Linked DNA regions of Sus scrofa: region 1 is linked to region 2. The links are chromatin contacts, called in public Hi-C maps. All regions are on one chromosome and are shown on one strand. Each heading gives the region's core, a stretch centred on a gene start, on an enhancer-like site or on the middle of the called end of the contact. The rest is flanking DNA. Distances are from core to core; before and after follow the strand shown.

The links. Hi-C and Micro-C count contacts between places; a contact is called where the count stands out from the background.
Region 1: a contact with region 2 is called in a Hi-C map of alveolar macrophages, with 2.1 times the contacts expected there. The contact joins the promoter of RDH10 here to the enhancer-like site in region 2. A contact is called at or near these places in 5 of 47 Hi-C or Micro-C datasets (alveolar macrophages, embryonic fibroblasts, omental adipose tissue and 2 more).

Annotation. Positions count from the first base shown.
Region 1 is chr4:62,599,468-62,603,116 of Sscrofa11.1, forward strand. It overlaps RDH10 (retinol dehydrogenase 10), which reads right to left and starts at 1,514. Exons shown (of 6, transcript XM_021089230.1): 1 at 1,013-1,514. The coding sequence starts at 1,301. RPL7 (ribosomal protein L7) reads left to right here and starts at 2,963. Exons shown (of 7, transcript NM_001113217.1): 1 at 2,963-2,996. The coding sequence starts at 2,983.
Region 2 is chr4:61,922,096-61,925,835 of Sscrofa11.1, forward strand. It overlaps a transcript of LY96 not described here. Among named protein-coding and RNA genes, the nearest start is that of LY96, 27 kb to the right of the region's middle. Within about 2 kb of position 1,421, at least 11 of the 83 cell types and tissues checked have an H3K27ac peak or open chromatin away from gene starts, as enhancers often do. A contact at or near this core is called in alveolar macrophages, where this site is marked.

The sequences.
Region 1 (3,649 bases), core at 264-2,763, 680 kb after region 2:
CACAAAAGGAACCCAATCCAAAAACCGAAATCTCTTCCCTGGAAACAAATACCATTCTCTTTCAGGTTTCCACAGAGAGCACAAAAATCTGTATTTTGCTACCCTCATACCAATGTTGAAAATGTACCAGATTTGACCTTTGATTTTTCTGACCTAAAAATGCAGGTGCCAGTAATTTTGGTGACAAATGATGGCTATGGGGGAGGGGTGCTGCTCAAATTAATCTTCTGGATATAGTTAAATGTTTTCCCTGGAAATGAAGAAGTGCCAAAAAAAAAAAAAAAAAAAAAGCAAGAGCCATTATCAACTCTCCTGGATCAATACTTATGGTTGGTGATGGTCTCCGCTTTGGCTAAAAAAAAATCTCAGATTCAGGTTAATAAATATCCAGAAATGTAGACTTTCCAAAAGTTACCAAAAAGATGGAATGCATTTTACAATAAGGCTTAAATCCTTCAAAGCGTTTTTCCTTAAGAGACGAGGTATCTTTCAATCAGGCTGAGTACGTAACTAAAGTACTGACTTATCTCTAGTGAAACAATGTAATTATTTCCCTCTGGCTAAAGTTAGAGTGAAATCATCAAATGCTGCCCTAGTTTCTGAGGTTCAGACCTCAGGAACCAGCACACATGCACCACCAGTCCACTCTGAGAACAACTTCGCAAAGACACTAGTTTCCCATTTCTCTAGGATTCAAACTGGTAGTAACAAGTTCCCTTGCCTGCCTTAGCCCGAGGGCTTCCGAAACCCCAGAGTCGTCCCCTAAAGGACAGGACCTCCTTTAAGACAAGGTTTTGGCGCACTTTCTCCCTTCTAAAGCAGAGGTGATCATGTTCCTTTATCAGGGGGCAAATTCCACTCGCAGAAGACAGGGCTGGGGCGGGAGGGGGGTGTTCTCTTCCTCGAGACCCAGGTTGACAGTGACAGTGGGGTTTCGGGGCTCTCCGGGGAAGGGCACGCGGGGGTGGGAAGGGGCTTGACCCAACAATGCTCGGGCGCAGGTCCCAGTTACCTTGCAGCGCCGCGGCGTCCGCCGCCTCCAGGTCGCGGTAGATGTGGCGCACCATGCCCGCCGTCTCCTCGTTGCTCTGCGTGTTGATGTCCCAGAGCACCAGCAGCGCCCGGCGCCGGGCGAACTCGAGCGCGAAGAGGCGACCCAGGCCGCTGCCGGCGCCCGTAATGAGGCACACCTGGCCCGCCACGCTCTTCTCCTTGGGCCGCACCAGCCAGCGCGCCGCGGCCAGCACGAACGCCCAGAGCACTTTGAAAGTGACCACGAAGAACTCCACCACGATGTTCATCGCGACGGCCGGGTCTCCGCAGGAGCCCAGCGCCCGCGTCCGCGCCCACCCCGTGCCGCGCAGCCCGGTTCCCGGCCCCGGGGCGCTTGTCAGAGCGGCCGGGACAGAAGGCAGCGCCCCGCGCCCGCCCCCGAGGTGCCCGCCGGGCTAGAGTGCGCGGCGCCACTCCCGCTCGGGCTCGTCGCGGTGGCCCCGGGCTGTGCCCGCCGCCGCAGCCACCCGACTCGGCGCCTCCTGCCGGCGGCCGCCCGCCCGTCCCGGAGCGCCCGCCCCGCCGGCCGGTCCCGCTGCAGCGGCGGTGACAGCCGCGAGTTAGGCGGCGCGCGTGGCTCTCATGGCCAAGCTGCCGCCGCCCGAGCGCCCCCGGAGCCGGCGCTGCGGCTCCCTCTCACCCCGGGGGAGGGGCGCACAGCGGAGACGGCACGGGCCGGCCGGCCGCCGCGGAGTTGTCAACTTAACCCAAGTTGCTAGAGGGTGGGAGAGTGGGGTGCGGGGCAGCGGGAACGCCTGGAAGGGGCGACTCGTTCCGCGCAGGCGAGCGCTCCGCAACGGCTTGCAGCTGCCTCCGCGGTCTCGTGTCCCCCTGCCCTGCACTCCCCGCGGCTGTCACTCGGGCACCGGGCTCCGGAGCACAGCGCCGCTTGCAAGTCGGAGCGCTCCCGGCCGCCTCTGAGAGGGCTCCACACTCCGCGCTATATAACCCGCGACCGGGAAGAGCCGGCGGCGGCATCGGCCCTCCCTCCGCTCGGCCTTCCCCGCCCCGGGCGCACCCCGCCCCCGGCCCAGCCCCCAGCCCGCCCGCCCGTCGTCCGCCGAACCGCGGCGGGGCAGCCCCTCTCACAGGGCCGTGGCTGCAGCCTCCAGCCCTCCTCGCACCTCCCTTCGCGGTTCACGCCCCCTGCCGTGGGGTGTCCCGGCCTCCGCCTGCCAAGCCCGACGGTCGGCAGTGCCCCGGCCATCCTCCTCCGGCCGTCGGGTCCTCGCTTGTCCCTGACTCGTCACTTTGGTTAACCAGGGGGCTCTGGGCGGCCCCGCCTGCGATCAGGCGCTGCAGAAGACAGCCCTGCGGGCTGAAGGAACGAAGAGAAGGACCTCAGCAGCGCGGCAACCGTCGTGCCTGTCTGCCACTAGGGTTGGGAAAGAGCCGAGAAGGCGATCAAAAGCCGGAGAGGCTTAGAATCGTAGTTGGTCCTTTGGAAGGTGGGCCAAAGGGCTCTCACTTTCCCCGGCTGGAATCACCACCACCGTGGTTCCCTACAGTCTCGGTCAAGTGTTGCCCTCCCGCCGGACGGGCAACGAAAGTGATGCATGCCGGGATTTGTAGTTCGCGCCTTGTTGGCGTGTCATTTGCAATATTACTGGGTAGAATACGAGCCGTATTCTGTCAACGCAGCCTAGGGACTAGGACCCCAAATAGTCTAGGCGTCAGCACTCTTTGCTCTCATCGTATTGATTAAAGAGTCTAACCAATGCATTCATTTTTCCCATAAGAATTTTACTCGAAACTTGGTCGTACGACGCTGAATCAGGAAGTTCTTAATTCTGCGTCCGCAAGGCGAATTCTCACTTCTGAATTCTTTTCTGGCTTATCCTGGGACACCTATGAGTCGTGGGGCTTCACGCTCGCCGACTTTAAGTGGACAGCGCGCATGCGCTAACTTCCTCTTTCCCGGCTGGAACCATGGAGGGCGCAGAGTAAGTTGCTCCTCGTCTTCTCCAGAATCCTTCTCCATCCCCGAAACCAGAGACCTTTTGTCTCCCTTTCCCCCGGTCCGATTGTAGCATGTACTTTTGCCAGCCTATATGGGTGTTTGTGACGCTGTGTGACACTAGCGGTGGTCTCAGGCTAAGATGAGATTCCGGCGGCCTTGGGGCGGAGGCTTTGGAAACACCAGGAGCAAGGTGTGAGCGCTGAATGTGTGCGGGACTGACCAGTTGTCCAGTTTCCCTTCTTTTCAGGGAGACTCAGAGCCTCTGAATTGGGTTCTTCCGTGGCTGCTGTTTGCCCCAAGCGTCCCTGCCCCCCGGCCTTTACTTACAGCATGTGGAGTTTGAGGCTTGAACCGGGGCGGCAGTTGAGGTTTTGTTTTGAGATTCTTACACCTTTTTAGATTGATTGGTAGTTCGCTGTCATTGTCTTGCATCAGTCGCATATTTTAGCTGTCTGTATTTTTGTTGTGGGAGCCTGGAACTGATGGTAGATTAAGTCTGAATTGACTGTTTTTGTGACTCTTGGTCTGTGTTGAAAGTAGGGTAAAATGGCCCAGAAGTTCCCTCAAATCTGTTTCTCGCAACAGGGCGTGCTACGGCAATTGAAAATACATTTAGAGCCACAGGCATTAATAGCG
Region 2 (3,740 bases), core at 171-2,670:
CAGAGAGTACCCCACACTGGCTGATCCGGCAAATCAGGACCCATCCTTGGAGCTAAGGCTGCAGCATACACCAGAACATCAGGGAAGAGGAAATGTCTGATAACCCATTCCACAGCTCCTGAACCCCTTCAGGAGTTACAGAATGAGCTATCAACATGAGGTATGTAAAAAATAGTTACATCAAGTACATACAGTATTTACATCAAGTAGTAAAAAGTATTTACATCAGGTATTTAAAAAGGTCCAGCAACCTTTTATCCAAGGGAGGATCTTTAAGGAGAAGATCTGTGGACCTGTTTTTAGACAAAATTGTCTTGTGATCCCCACCTCCAAACCCCTTTGCTTAAGGGATGAAATGGATGTAGGTAAGAATCTGCCCCCCTACCTCAAACCTTAGTGAGTGGGGATGGCCGGGGCATCCAGAGAGCTTAACATATGACTCCCACATTTGGGTGGCATGTGGTTGGAATTGACCGTTGCAAAAATCAGAGGACTGTCATTATCATATCACAGACCTCCACATTGCAAAATCCAAAGGTCAATACTCCGTCTTCATCCTATTTAACAGATCAGCAGATGAAAATCATTGAGTGTTTCTTCGCCTGACTTCCAATAGGCCAGCATTCCAGGTTTTCCTCCTACCTCCACAGCCACTCCCTCTCCTTTGCTGGCTCCTGCTAAGCCTCTCACCCCTAATGAGGGAGAACCCCAGGGCTCAATCCTTGGACCCCTTATTTCTTCTTTACTGACACTCCTGTCTACATGCTGCCAACTTCCCAGTGTTGATCTCCAGCCCAGAACTCTCTTCTGAACTTCAAATTCAGTTCTCCACTGCCCTTGCAAAATCTCCACTTGGATGTCGAATAGATTCTCAACACGTCTAAAACCAAGTTCTTGACTTTCTCCCCTAAAACTTGCTCTTCCATGACTTCCCATCTCAAGTAATGACAACTGCATCCTTCCATTTGCTCAAGCAAAAAAGTTGGAATCATCCCTCACTCCTCTGTCTCATAGCCTACACCCAACCCATTGACAAAAGTATTTTTAAAGTTGTCCCTACTTTCGGAATATATCCAGCATAGATCACTCCTCACCACTTCCTCCATCATCTTTTATCTGGATTGCTCAAAAGCCTCCCAACTGCCTCCTTCCTTCCCTACCTAGATGATCACAAACTGTCCCCAGTTTTTTCCCACGTTTAAGTGGATGGCTGCCTGAATAAGCCTTTTCTCAATGTGAGCTTATGTCCTGGGAGCTTTCCATCTCATTCAGAGCAACAGCCAAAGTCCTGACAGCCTATCCAACTTGAAAGCATGTGCCTACCCACCCCCAATGACCCCACCGCTCTGACTCATCTCCTCTTACTCACTCCATTTAAACAGCTCCCTGTTCGTCCTCAAACACACCAGACACACTCCAACTGCTGAGTGTTGACATCAGCTATTCTCTCAACTACACTGCCTTTACCAAAGAAAGCCACATGGCTGGCTCCCTCACACATCTCATCTTCTCAGCAGCAGCTTTCCTGACCACCCTATCTGAAAGTGCAACCATGACCAGCTCTCCCCCTGGTCTCTACCCTGTTAGGTTTGCGGAGGGAAGAACGGGCAAGGCCTAGTTGGTAAAGCAAAAGAGATTTATGAAGGCATCAGAGGAGGATGGGCTGAGCTCAAGATGGTGCCGGCTCTGACTGTGAGGAGGTGCTGAGCTTATAAAGGCTCTGCGGGGGAATCTGGGGAGGAAGTTCATGGTGGAAACGTGTGACAGGAATGATGAAAGAGGAGGGGAAGGTCAAGGGAGGAGTAGGTGGTCGAGTCCCATGACAGAGGGCAGTGAATCCTTGTAGGTGGTTAATCTATGCTCCACATTCCAGGAAAGTGCTGGGTTGTACCCTTGTTGGCAGCAGGCCTCCAAGATCAACAGTCACATTTAGGGAGGGGGTGGGTCTGTATCCATCCTCCTGGGAACTTATCATAGCCCTTCCCTGCTTTATCGTTTTTCAAAGCACATACACAGCATGCTTGCTTCTTAAAAAGTCTGTCATTTAGTTGTCAGTCTCTTCCCACAAAAATATCAACTCCATGAGGACAGGGATATTTCTTGCCTGGGTGGCTAAATGCTGTGTGCCCACCATCTAGAGCAGGATCTAACATATAGCAGGTGCTCAATAAGTATTAAGTGATGATCACATGAATATTTCTTGCTGTGGTTAATGTATTATTTGAATATTTTATAAGAAGAAAATATTCGTTTATCCATTCAAGAAACATGGATGCAGAGCAAATTCACGCCTCAGTACTAGGCTAGGTACTAGGTCAAAACTGTTAAGCAAAACTGAGCTGACTACGCTGCCTGGGCTCATGGAGCTCAGTCTGGTGATGGGTGATCCATATAATGACAAAATGAGTGCTAAGTACTGAAAGAAAGAGACCCAGGCCTACGGGAGTATGTCACAAAGAAAGCTGGCCCTGCTTGGGTGAGGTTAAAGGCGGGTGGGTGAGGGAAGGGATATGAGGACAAGAAAGCCACGGAGACCGGAAGTCTGGCTCCGTGTTATATAGTTTCTACAGGGTTTTACTCAGGCCTGCCTCTGCCCAGTATCAAAAGTGTAAGAAGTGTGCTGCATGCTACCTAATGATAATTCCCTGAGAAAGTAGCACCTGAGCCAGGGAAGAGCCACACTTGTTACAAAGATGAAGGGATAAGGGTCAGGAAGCGAGGAGGCGTGGAGCCGAGGCAGAGGGGACCGTGTGGACGAAGGTTTTGGAGGAGGGTCCAGAACACGGAGAGCAAGGGGAGGGATGGGAGAAGGAGCTGGAGAAGGAAAGGGGGGCAGACCCTCCATAAGATTCCAACTTTATCATGAAAGGAATCAAAAGCCACAAGAAGGGCCTTATTTGTTCTTGTTTTGTTTTGTTTCATTTGCACTCTGACAAGATCAAATGCATATTTTGAAAGTATTATTGAAACTGCCTTTGTAGAGATGCCTTTACCTGAGGCACCTGGCCAGGTGCAGGAAGATGAGTCAGGAGGCTGTGGAGTCATCCAGGGGAGCAATGCCGGCAGCCTGCCCCAGAGGCAGGGCCTGGAGAGTGATGTCGACCAAGTGAAGAGATTGTATTCCCTGTGTGTTATGGGCTGCAGTATGTACTGTCAAAATTCACAGGTGGAAACACTAACCCTGAGTACCTCCAAATGTGACTGGATTTGGAGACAGGTTCTTTTTGTTGTTGTTGTCTTTTTAGGTTCACACCTGAGGCATATGGAGGTTCCCGGGCTGGGGGTCAAATCGGAGCTATGGCTGCCAGCCTACACCACAGCCACAGCAATGTGGGATCCAAGTTGCATCTGCGACCTACACCACAGTTCAGGACAACTCCGGATCCTTAACCCACTGAGCGAGGCCAGGGATCGAACCTGTGTCCTCATGGGTGCCAGTCAGATTCGTTTCCACTGAGCCACAACGGGAACTCCGAGACAGGGTCTTTAAAGAGGTAATTAAGGTCAAATAATGCCACCCAGGTGAGCCCTAAACCAACATGACTGGTGCCCTTAGATGAGGAGGTTAGGACACATGCACAGAGGGAGGATGGCATGAAGACAGTGGGAGAAGGTGGCCATCTACACACCAAGGAAAGAGGCCTCAAGGAATCAAATCTACTGACACTCTGATCTTGGATTTCTAGCCTCCAGACCTGTGAAAGATAAATTTGTTGTCTAGGCAACTGGTCTGTGATATT